Regions from separate parts of the Oryctolagus cuniculus genome. Here region 2 is linked to region 1. Evidence: chromatin contacts called from public Hi-C data. All regions are on one chromosome and are shown on one strand. The core of a region is the stretch at or near the end of the contact, and the rest is flanking DNA. Distances in the headings are between cores, read along the strand shown.

The links. A called contact is a pair of places that touch in the nucleus more often than the background predicts.
Region 2: a contact with region 1 is called in a Hi-C map of an unstated tissue, with 1.6 times the contacts expected there. The contact joins the enhancer-like site here to the promoter of RAI1 in region 1. A contact is called at or near these places in 2 of 6 Hi-C or Micro-C datasets (ear pinna and an unstated tissue).

What each region holds. Positions count from the first base shown.
Region 1 is chr17:62,424,299-62,429,860 of mOryCun1.1, forward strand. RAI1 (retinoic acid induced 1) reads left to right here and starts at 3,889. Exons shown (of 5, transcript XM_070061542.1): 1 at 3,889-4,258.
Region 2 is chr17:62,469,564-62,475,263 of mOryCun1.1, forward strand. All of the region lies in intron 1 of RAI1 (retinoic acid induced 1), which reads left to right. Among named protein-coding and RNA genes, the nearest start is that of RAI1, 44 kb to the left of the region's middle. Within about 2 kb of position 2,203, at least 1 of the 8 cell types and tissues checked has an H3K27ac peak or open chromatin away from gene starts, as enhancers often do.

The sequences.
Region 1 (5,562 bases), core at 2,639-5,138:
CTCTGAGCACTGAGACCCAGGCTGGGTCACATTCACCTCGGCTTTCAGTGTAGTGGGTGTCACAGAGCAACGCGCAGTGCCCAGGGTCTTTTTATTTTTATTTTTTTAAATGCTGACTGCAAACCCAAGGGCTGAGCATCGCTAAGCTCCGCCTGTTTACAAAGCAGAAGTTTGCAGAGAGCAGGGGAGGTGCCTGAGGCCACAGCTGGGCCAGATGTCACCCCCCCACACACACACACCCACAGCCCCCGTCATGGTCCTGCTACTGACGAGGCACAGAGCCTGGCCGGACCCGTGCCCAGCGACAACTACTTCCAGACAAGCACGCAGTAGGTGCCGAATAAACGCAAGCTGTGTGTTTGCTAAGGGGAGTCCTGCTGGGCGCCCGCCCTCTGCCAGCCTATAAGATCGGTGGGGAGTCTCTGGGGTGTGTGTGCGCTCTTGAGCGAGAGGAACCCCCTCACCCCAACACACACACACACACACACCCCAGGCACAGACGCCTGGCGGTAGCAGCGCCCTCCACACTCCCCGTGCTAAGCCCAGGGGCCCCCTGCGGGGAGCAGGGTCCTATCTGACCCCAATCCTCCCCCCCTTTCCCAGCCTTCCTGCCACTGGGGTCTCTCTCCCGGAAACATAACCTCCTGTTGACCTCGGAGAAAACACGGAGGAAGTTCAAGGCCACACAGATGCAGATTGGGTTGTTAGACCCCTGGGGTGGCGGGGTGGGGGCTGGGGGGCGGCAGGTCTCTGGGAGCGCTAAGCCTCGGGGTGGAGGGCTCAGCCAGGTGATTAAACAGGCCGTAGGGGAGGGATTTCGAGAGACTCCGAAGGTATTTCCAACCCCACGATTCTCTGTTTGCTCTCCAACCAAAACAAACCGAGAGCTCGGGCCGACCCTCCCCACTGCGAGTCTGATACTGCCTTTATGGGGCCTCTGGGCTGCACAGCGCCCCGCTCGCTCCTTAGCCCCCCGCCCCACCCCCACCCCAGCCTGCCAGCGATGCGGGCCTGATCCATCCCTTATGGTCTCCACATCCCTGCGGCCCCTGCCGCCCGTGGACGCACGCACTCTCGCCAGCATCATTTACAGGACCAAGGCCACCTGCCCTGCCCTAAACAGGACACTCCTAAGCCCAGGAGCCTCCCACAAGCTAAAGCAAGCAGGGAAGACAGCAACAACAAATCACTCTTGAGACCGCCTCCTCCAGGAAGTATCCCCTGATTTCCAGGGCATGAACCCCACCCCCATCCCCCAAGACCTGTGGGCCAGGGCATTTTGCATAGGTTTTCTCATCTGTGAAATGAGGTTTGTTTTTTAAAATATTCTATTTATGTACTTGTGAGGTAGAGTTATAGACAGAGAGAGGTAGAGACACAGAGAAAGGTCTTCCATCTGCTGGTTCACTCTCCAATTGGCTGCAAAGGCTAGAGCTGGGCCGATCCAAAGCCAGGAGCCAGGAGCCTCTTCTGGGTCTCCCATGTGTGTGCAGGGGCCCAAGTACTTGGGCCATCTCTCACTGCTTTCCCAGGCCACAGTAGAGAGCTGGATCGGAAGTGGAGCAGCCGGGACTAGGACCGGCGCCCATATGGGATGCTTAACCTGCTACAACATACAACGTCGGCCCCCAGACCCCAGATCTGTGGTCTTGTCTCTCTAGCTTCTGGAGGTCACCAAGGGGTCACAATCAAGACATGGGGTTGGCCACAGAAGCAGGAAAGTACCAGAAGCCCCTGCTGCAGCCAGCCCTCACCCCAGCGACACCCAGTTTGGCCTTTGGGCCCGCAGAGCTGTCAAGAATTAAGCTATATCATGAAAAGCCACTAAACTCAGGGACAGACAGACAGACACACGGCTCCCATCCTCTGGGTCACTCCCCCAAATGCCCACAGCAACAGCCAAGGCTGGGCCAGGCCAAAGCCAGAGCCTGGAGCTCCATCGGGGTCTCCCACGTGGGTTGCAGGGGCCCAGGCACTTGGGCCTTTCCCTGCTGCCTCCCAGGGTGTGGAGAGCAGAGCAGGGGCACGAAGCACGCACTTGGACCTGGGATGCGGGTGGCGCACGTTGTTGGCATTTACACCCCCTCTGCCCCTGGACCACCTGCTCTGTCTGCTCCCTCCAGCTCCCACTCCGGGACCCCTGCCCCTGCTCCAAGCCCTCCCTAAATTCCCAATGCGCTTCTCCAAATGGGGCCGGAGCTGTGACCCTCCCCGCCCCTCCCCCCGCAAAAACAAAAAACTCCATCTGTGCCTCTAAGCCCCAAGCATATGGCCCAGTGTCCCCAAACCTGGTAAATTCTAGCAAGTTAAAAAGAAAACTCACACACACACACACAACTCACACCAAAGTCCAAAGCCAGACGCCTTCTCTGGGTAGAGTTAGCCTGAGACCCCCATGTAAGGGAAGCAGAAGGCCCCCAGGGTCCCTCCTCTGTGTCCCGCTGAGTTTCCCGAGTCTGGGCTTCCCTGTAGGGTCTCCCTAGGAGCAGGTTAAGGCAAGGCGGGGAGGGTGGGAGGTGAGGCCCGGAGGGGACTACAGAGACATCTAGCATTTTATTTGATAAAGATTGATTGATTGATTGATTTGAAAGGCAGAGTTACAGAAAGAGAGACAGACAGAAAGAATCTTCCATCTGCTGGTTCCCTCCCCAAGCTGTTGGCTACAACAGCTGGGCCAGGCCAAAGCCAGGAGCCTGGAGCTCCATCCGGGTCTCCCACATGCGTGGCAGGGGCCCGAGCACTTGGGCCATCTTCCGCTGCTGCCTGCCCAGGCACATTAAGCAGGGAGCTGGATCGGAAGTGGAGCAGCCGGGACTCATGGGGGATGGCAGCGGTGCGGGTGGCGGCTTAACCTTGCTGAGCCACGACCCCATCCTGCTGAGTGCCCCCGGGCACCACGCATCGACAGTGGGCACTGCCATCATCTCCACCCTACAGAGGGGGAAACTGGAATGCAAAGCCCACAGCCACTCAGAGGAGCGATCCCCGCGGCACCACAGTTCACGGCGTGCTCCCAGCGTCTGTCTGTCTGTCTGTCTGTCCACACTGCCCTGGGCGCTGGCGGCCAGGCCCGGCTGTCACCTTTCTCTGAAGACCCCCGGGGGCAGGGAACTCCATCACTGCCTGCCTCAGTTTCCTGACGAAGAGGGGTTGCCAGGATCAGAGAGGGCCTGGGGCTGGGCCCATCCCAACTCCTGCTGTCAGAGACCAGGGTACTGAGGTTGGGGGGGGGGCACTCACTTTCCTGAATCACCCAGAAGCTCTGACACCTCAGGGCCCCTCATCCCAATCACCAGCTTCTCACCGGCCACAGGGCCTTTGCACCTGCTGGTCTTCCACCCCCTCCCCCAGCTCCCAGCTCTAGCCCAGCCAGTTCTTTCCTGCTCTTCGCTCACCTCCTGCTAAGTAGCCAGTCTCCATCACTTCACCTGCTAACTTTAGAATTCCGTGTTTCTGTTTGCCCCGGCTCCTTCTGCCAGGAAGCCAGCTCCGCGACAGCGGGGACCATACTGGTCACTGTTGACTCCTCTACACCCAGCAAGGTGCTAAAGACAGTGGTGTCCAGCGCAGGGGGTGCTGTGAACGCCAAAACCGCTTCTCCAACTGTGCAAAGGCGAGTACAGGAGAGGGCTGGGGCGAGGGTGACGGCGGAGGGGCCTGGGGCTGGAAGCGCCACCCCCAGAGTTCCCGAATCCCCCAGCCCCCATCCGACCCCAGACCCCTTGCTCCAGGGCTGCGCTCAGGCCGCCTCCCCGCGGAGCCTCGCCGGCCGGGGCCGCGTAGTGGGGCGCGCGGGCCGCCAGGGGGTGCTGTCGGGGCGCGCACGGCCCACCCGGCGCCCGGGGCCGCGAGCGAGCGCAGCCAGGCCGCCCGCCCGCCCGCCCGCCCGGGAACTTTTCCTCGCGCTCTCGCGCTCCTGCTCCCCCCGCGCGGCGCCCGCCCGCTCTTCCTGTGCGGAGCGGATCGCATTTCCCCGCGGCACCCGCGGACACCAGGCAGGCCGTGCCGGCTTGCGCGGCCAGGGCGCCGCCCCCCGCCCGCGGCGGGGCTGCGAGAGGCGAGTTGGGGAGCCGAGGCGGCGGCGAGGGCGAGAGGCCAGCCGAGCAGGCCGCCCTGGCCGCGGCCCGCACGCCGGCGCGAGGAGGGGGCGCCGCGGTCCACCTCCTTCCGCCCTGACCCCCATGGCCGCCGGGGCCTGCAGGCCGCGACGTCGCAGCGCCAGGCCCGGCGGGGCCCCCGAGTGAGCGCGGGCGCCGAGGTGAGCAGCGGGCGCTGGGCGTGCGCGCGCTCGGGGCCGGGTGGAGACGGGGGTCCGTGGGGGTCGTTGCTTTGTGTGGCGGTGAGGGTGGCCGAGGTCAGCGGCCGGGGGGCGCGCGGAGCGGGGGCGAGCGTGGCCAGGGCCCCCGAGTGCACCGCGGCGCGGCGTGGGGGGCCGCGGGGGCCGCTTGCGCGTCGCCGGGGCGGGGGGCGCGAGGGGAGCTTTGTTGAGCGCGTTGGGTGTGTGTGTGTGTGTGTGTGTGTGTGTGTGTGCGGGGGCGGGGGGAAGGCGGGGAGCGGCTCCTCCGTGCGTGACCGGGGCCGCCGCGGCCCACGCGTGGGAGTCGGGGCGGCGAGCGGGGCGCTCTGGGCGCGCAGCCCTCTCCCCGGGGCCCGCGCGGCGCCCGGGGCCTGTGCGCAGGCCCCGGCGGACGGCCGGGCAGGAAGCGGCCCCCGCGCCCCGGGGCGCTCCGTGGTGGCCGGGCCTGGGGCGCGCGCGGGCCCCGCGCGGGTGACGTCACAGGCAGCCCCCCGGGACCCGCGAACCTGGCGCCCCCCCAGGCTGGGCTCCCCCGCCGCCTGCCACCCCCTGCCCCTTCCCGCAAGCCCTGGAGGAGGGGACGCGCGCAGCAGGGGCGAGGGGCCGCGGGGCAGGACGCGGGGGTGACACTTGGAGCTCGGGTCGCGCCGGGGGGCTCGGAGGAGGGGTTGGGTGGGGAAGCGAAACAGCAGGCAGGCCCTAGGCCGCCGCGGCCCCGGCTTCCTGGGGCGCCAGGTCCAGGGTGCGCTCCACGGGCCGGGGTCGGAGTGCGGGCCGCAGCGGCGCGCGCCCCCCTGGGGATCCACCGCGCCCCCCACCCCAACCCCGGGCCGCGAGCTAGGTAACAATGCGCCGTGGGGGGCTGGGGGAGGGGAGGCCGCGCGCCCGAATGGCGGACCCGGGCCCGCGCCGCCGCCGCCGCCGCGCGCCCGCCCGCCCGGGCGCCACGCGGGACCCGCGCGCCCCCTCCCCCGCGCCGCGCCGTGTGGAGGCTTCAAGGGCATTACATCTGGTTGCAATCCGGTGTCTTGCTGCCTGGCCCGGGCTGCTGACGTCAGAGCACGGGAATTACTTCTTTTTATTTTATCTTTTTTTTTTTTTTTTTTTTAGTGGTCTGCTGCTTTGGGAGGGGGGCGGGGTGGGGAAGAACTGTGATGTGGAGGCGCCAGCGCCTAGGGTGGGATTGGGGGGGTGGGGAGATCCAGGCCGGTGGGGGGGGGCGCTGCGTCTCCCCTTGCCACGCGCCCCCGCCCTCACTGACCACA
Region 2 (5,700 bases), core at 953-3,452, 44 kb after region 1:
CTCTGTGCCATGCCTGTCTTCACTCACCGCTGGTCAGCCCTGTAGGGACTGTGGGGGTTCCAACAGTCAACCAGAGGGGCCTCAGTCCAGGCTCTCAACAGCAGGTGTCGCCAGGGGGTCTTGAGCGCAGTGGGTGCTTGGAGAGCTGGCTCACCTTGGCATCTGCAGGGCGCTGGCTGGCCACCGTGTCCTGTGCCATCCCACGCACTCTCCCACCTCTGGGCCCCGTTCCTCAGGGCTCTCTTGAGTGGGAGGAGAGAGCTACTCTGTGTGGATCAGCCACACCCAGAGGCACGGTCACAGGCTGTGAGTGGAGCCTTCTTCCGGCTTCTCTCTCTTTACTGTGCGATGGGTATCCTAACTTTCCTGGCAGGACTGTAGGGAAGTTGGGAAAACCAGGTCAAGTTTGTCCCAGTGCCTGGTAGGACCTGGATGCCCAGAGGGGCTCCTCGGTGCACCTGTCTCATCCATCCAGGGCCTCTGTGTGTTGCCCGTGGCCGGGACCTTGGGTTTGCTGGTGTCTGGGGCGGGTGATGTGCTGAGTGCTTTCTCGGAGGCAGTCTGGGCTGTAGGGGGCCCAGAACGTGAGGCTCCATTTCCAGAAGGGACGGGGATGTTCCTGCTTCACCTGGTCCCGCTGAAATTTGTTGGATCCACGCCCGCATTCTTAGGCGGAGTTTGACTAAGTCTGGGATGCCCAAAGAGTGTGTCAGAGGGCCAGGTTGCACCGGGAAAAGCCCCAAGGTCAGGCCCAGGAGAGAGGCAGGTGCCCACTCATCTCACAGGAAGGCGCGGGCACCGGAGCGGGACAGAGAGAGACCCTGCTTGTCGCCGGTCATCCCTGCGAGGTGCACCGCCGCTCAGGGTGGCTCCGGGGACCTTGGGCGCCCCCTCCCTGCCCTGCGAGGGTCAGAGCACTGAAGGCATTCCTTAGAATCAGGCATGCTCCCTTGGAGCAGTGAGCGATCAAAAGCTAACCTCAGCTTTGCATAATGCAGAGGCCGCCAACCAGGGCCTGGCAGGCAGTGCTGGTGAGCTGTGGGGGCCGCCTGCTTCCTTGGGGGTGCAATGCCGCAGGGTGGCACAGGGGTGGGGTGCAGCCAGGGGTGCCCGTCACCCTTCTCGGGAGCCAGGGCTTGCGTGTGTACCCAGTCCAGCCCTGGGTCTGGTTCGCATCCTGGGCCCAGTGATCCTGGCTCAGTGGCTGGCAGTCATGGCGCCAGGCAGGCCTGCAGCACAGGTGGGGCAAGAATGGCGAACCTGGGACTCCCGCAGTGGGTGTGCCCCACTCTGGCCGTGGCCAGGAAGGGCCCTGCGTGGCTGGGGTCAGATGAGGCACTGTCACCAGGATGGAGGCACGGCCCAGGACAAGGGGAGCTGGATGGGGATTGCTGACGCGGGGCCGTGGGAGAAGGGCCGCTGGTGCCGCCTGTGGGAAGACCTGACTCTGGGCTGGCTCCCAGCCCGGAGCCCCTGAGCAGCTGGGAGAGGGGCAGGCCAGGGCAGGTGATGCCCGGGGGCAGCTGTGTGTATCAGTGCCCCGAGAGCTGCCAGGGTGCCAGCCTGGTGCATTTCCCTCACCTACCCCAGTCCCTGTTAGCGGCGCACGAGGGGAGGGTGTGGGAAGTGGGGCACCCACAGCGGGGGTGGGAGCAGGCCACACCCGGCCAGGACCTGGTCCTCCGCCTCCACGGTGCCCCCACTTGACGGGCCGAGTTCCATTTGCTTCCCTGAGTCCTTCCGCGCACGTGTGCCGGCGGCCTCGCGAGTCTGCAAGGAGGCCCTGCCCGAGGAGAGCCCCAGTGGGCATTCTGTAGGAAGGGACGTGGCCTCGAAGCGGGGAGTGTGTGACTGCGGGGGAGAGCGCGTTGGCTGCAGGATGCAGCCTGTTCTGGGCCTGTGTGTGTGTGTGTGTGTGTAAGGCCAAGAGCATGTGTCTGTGTAAGGACCTGATGGCGTTTGTGTGTGTGTGTAAGGGCCTGGTGTGTGTATGCATGAGAGTGTATGTGTATAAGGGCCTGGAGTATGTGTCTGTAAGGCCTGATGTATACGTGTATGTGTGTGTGTAAGGGCCTGGTGTACACGTGTGTGTAAGAGCCTGGTGTGTGTGCACGTGTGTGTCAGGGCCTGGTATGGTGTATGTGTGAGAGTGTGTGTATAAGGGCCTGGAGCATGTGTCTGTGTAAGGGCCTGGTGTGAATGTGTGTGTGTCTGTAAAGGCCTGATGTATGTGTGTGTGTGTGTCAGGGCCTGGTGTGTGAGCACATGTGTGTATGTGTATGTATAAGGGCCTGGGGCATGTGTGTGTGTAAGGGCGTGGAGCATGTGTGTGTCAGGGCCTGGTGTGTGTGCATGTGCATGTGTGTGTAAGGGCCCGGTGTGTGCATGCATGCATGTGTGTGTGTCAGGGCCTGGTGTGTGCGTGTGTCGGCCTGGTGTGTGCGTGCATGCATGTGTGTGTAAGGGCCTGGTGTGTGTGCGCGTGTGTAAGGGCCTGGTGTATGCGTGCATGCATGTGTGTGTCAGGGCCTGGTGTGTGCATGCGTGTGTGTAAGGGCCTGATGAGAGAGAATTCGAGAGACGACAGTGTGCCGCAGGCTGACCTAGGCAGTGGGCAGAGAAGCATGGCCCAGGCCAGGTGTGGCTGGAGCAGAGGTTCTGCACGGGCCTGGCCTGGGCCGCCTGGGTGCAGGCAGGTCCTGGCTGGGGCTGTGTGCCCTCTGGGCTTCTCGCTGGATCTGGCAGGTGGGGTGTGGCCTGGCGAGGAACTTCCTCCTTCTGCCTTGTCCTGGAGGCCTCCCGTCTTCCCCTACAGAGCTCCTCCCTGCAGCCCACGGCAGCTCCGCTGGGGCCCCTGCAGCCCGAGCGACTAGGCCGGCGGGGACCGTTAAATCCCCGCTGGGGAAGGAGGTGGCCCTTGGGGGCAGAAATTACTGCCTGGCAGATTCTAATTCTCTAAAAGACAGCTCAGGGGGGAGGGCGGTCCTAGCTCCATTGTCCAGATGAAGAAACTGAGGCTTGGAGAGGTCGGGCCACTCTGGCTGCAGGTCCTAACCCAGGCTGGGGGCTCCCTGGATCTCTGGGCAGGGGCGGGCACTGCTGGACGCCAGGGAGGCGAGGCTGTCTAATGGTGGAGGCCTGAGGCAGGGATGGGTCTGGGCAAGCCAGACCTGCTTCAGGACTCCTCACAAGCCTGCCTCTTGTTTGGGGGTCTTCTGTCTGGGGGACAGGGGTTGGGATCACAGGTCACCCTGGAGGGAGTTGGCCACCTCCCCGGGGCTGGGGGCCTCGAGCTGATTTGGCCGTGCTGTGTGTCTCGAGATGAGGGAGGGCTCTCTCTGGGTGACTCTGCACCTGGTCTCCCAGGGTTCCCCGCTGGCCTCGACGGTGTGATCGGCTGAGAAGGTCAAAGCCAGCAGCCTTCCCGAAACCACTTTCTTCCCGGCTTTGTCCCACAGGCGCCTCCTGAGGCCGGGGTGGGCCAGCAGTCTCCTCTCCAGGGACACGATGCTCCCGCAGTCACCGTGGCCCCTTCCCCAAAGGGCTTCACTCCCAGGCTCTGAGCAGGGCCTGCGCCTCCCTTGCACAGTCCGCCTGTCATCCACAGAGGGGCGGAGCAAGAACAGCACTTGTGAACTCAGGCCTGGGGTCCTCTGCTGCAGCCCTCACACAGGCACTGTGTGGCCGGCACAGCATTTAAACAAACAAACAGCATCAGGGCTGGCTTTGTGGTGCATTGGTTAAGTTGCATCCCATATGGGCACCAGTTCGAGTCCTGGCTGCTCCACTTCCCATCCAGCTCCCTGCTGATGCGCCTGGGAAAGCAGTGGAAGATGGCCCAAGTGCTTGGACTCCTGCCACCCACGTAGGAGACCCAGATGAAGCTCCTGGCTCCTGGCTTCTGCCTATTCCAGCCCTGGCTGATGTAGCCATTTGGAGAGTGAGCCAGCAGATAAAAGATCTCTGTCTCTGTCTCTCTTGATCTCTGTATGTGTGTGTGTGTGTGTGTGTGTCTCCCTCTCTGTAACTGCCTTTCAAATAAACAAATAAAAAATCTTAAAAAAAAAAAAAAGGCTTTCAGACTTCATGTAAAAATCCTACATTTTGCTTCTCTTAAAAACAACTGGGAGGCGGGCATCATGGTGCAGTGGGTTAAGCTGCCACTTGGGGTACCTGTATCCCGTATCAGGGTACCAGCTCGAGTCCTGGCTGCTCTGCTTCCAGTCCTGCTCCCCGTTAATATGCCGGGGAGCCACAGATGCTGCAGTGCTTGGGTCCCTGCCACCCCCACAGGAGAGAACCTGGATGGAGCTCCTGGCTTCTGGCTCAGCCCCTGCTGTTGTAGGCATTGTGTGTGGAGGGGGGGGGGGGCAGGCAGTGAACCAGCAGATAGAAGATCTGTCTGTCTGTCTCCCTCCCTCTCTGTCGGTCTTTGTCATACCCTCTTGCCGTCTCTCTGTCTTTCCTGTAAATAAACTTACAGGGCTGGCCCCCAGGCCCCCTAAGGGCACCGTGAGCACAGCTGAGACTGGGCTGCTGTGTCCCGACCGGGCCCACACACCCCCGCTGCCCTGAGCAGACCTGGGATCGGACTTGGCACGGACACCTTTGAAGTTCATCTGTTTGATGTGTTTGGAGACCCAGGCGCCCATGGCTGACTGGCTCTTGGCAGGTCTTTTCCAAGAATTCTCCAGGAAAGAAAGGAAATGGTGTACCTGGGGACGGGTACAGAGGTGGGAGAGGGGGACAGCGCACAGCGGGGTGGGTCCGCGTTCTCTGCCTGCTGAGCAGTTGGCTTTCCTAGGCTGTTGACGGCCATTGGAGCCTGCTCCTCTGGGGGGTGGAGCTCTTCCTTCTAGGCGTTCTTGTGGCCCTGCTAGGATGCAGTGTGCGTGTGCGTGTGTGTGTCGGGGTGGGGGTGGGGCAGTCCGTTCCAGAAAACTGAAGCTCAGACTAGGCACAGTGACGCCGCCCACCTCTGGGTCCTCCCCCCCCCCCCCCCCCGCAGCCCTGACTCCCAGTCCAGTGCTCATTCCGATCTGAGACGCCATAAACCTCGGCTCGTAGGTGAGCTGCTTTTTCCTATGCATCTAAAAAAAAAAAAATGCTCTTTTAGTTAATATGCGGGAGGGATTTTGATGTTCTCGTACGTAACCTTTTGCTGGAGCGACATCATGCGATAAAAGGGTCCCGGGAGAGCCAGTGTAATTTGGCTGGGAGGGATGGAGAATACCAATGAGAGGTCTTTCCAGACGGCCCGTTTGCTCCCAGGAGCCGGGTGGGGGGAGGGGAAGGGGGGCGCACCTAGGGCCCCCAGCCCCGCGGCCGTGCTGGGCGCCCAGGGCCACGTAGTCCCTCAGATTCAAGTTCAGCCACCTGGTTGTCTGCTTTCTTCTTCCACCTGTGGGTGAGGACCTCCTAGAAGAGGGAGGTGAGGCAGGGCGAGGAGGGGTCTCCGGGCCTCCCAGGGACGGGGTTCAGAGCTCCCATGAATGGACCAGAGCTGGCAAAGTGGACAGTGGCAGACAACCAAAGGGGACGTTGAAGGGTACCTGCTGCTCTGGTCACGGCTGCCTTTGGCCCCGAAGCGTTGGGCTGGGCCGGGCCGGGCTGGGCTGGGGCAGCTTCCAGTTTAAATCAGGAGGCCAACCAGAGCCCAGTGGTGCAGATGGCAGGGACAGAACCCCTTCCCTCCCTCCC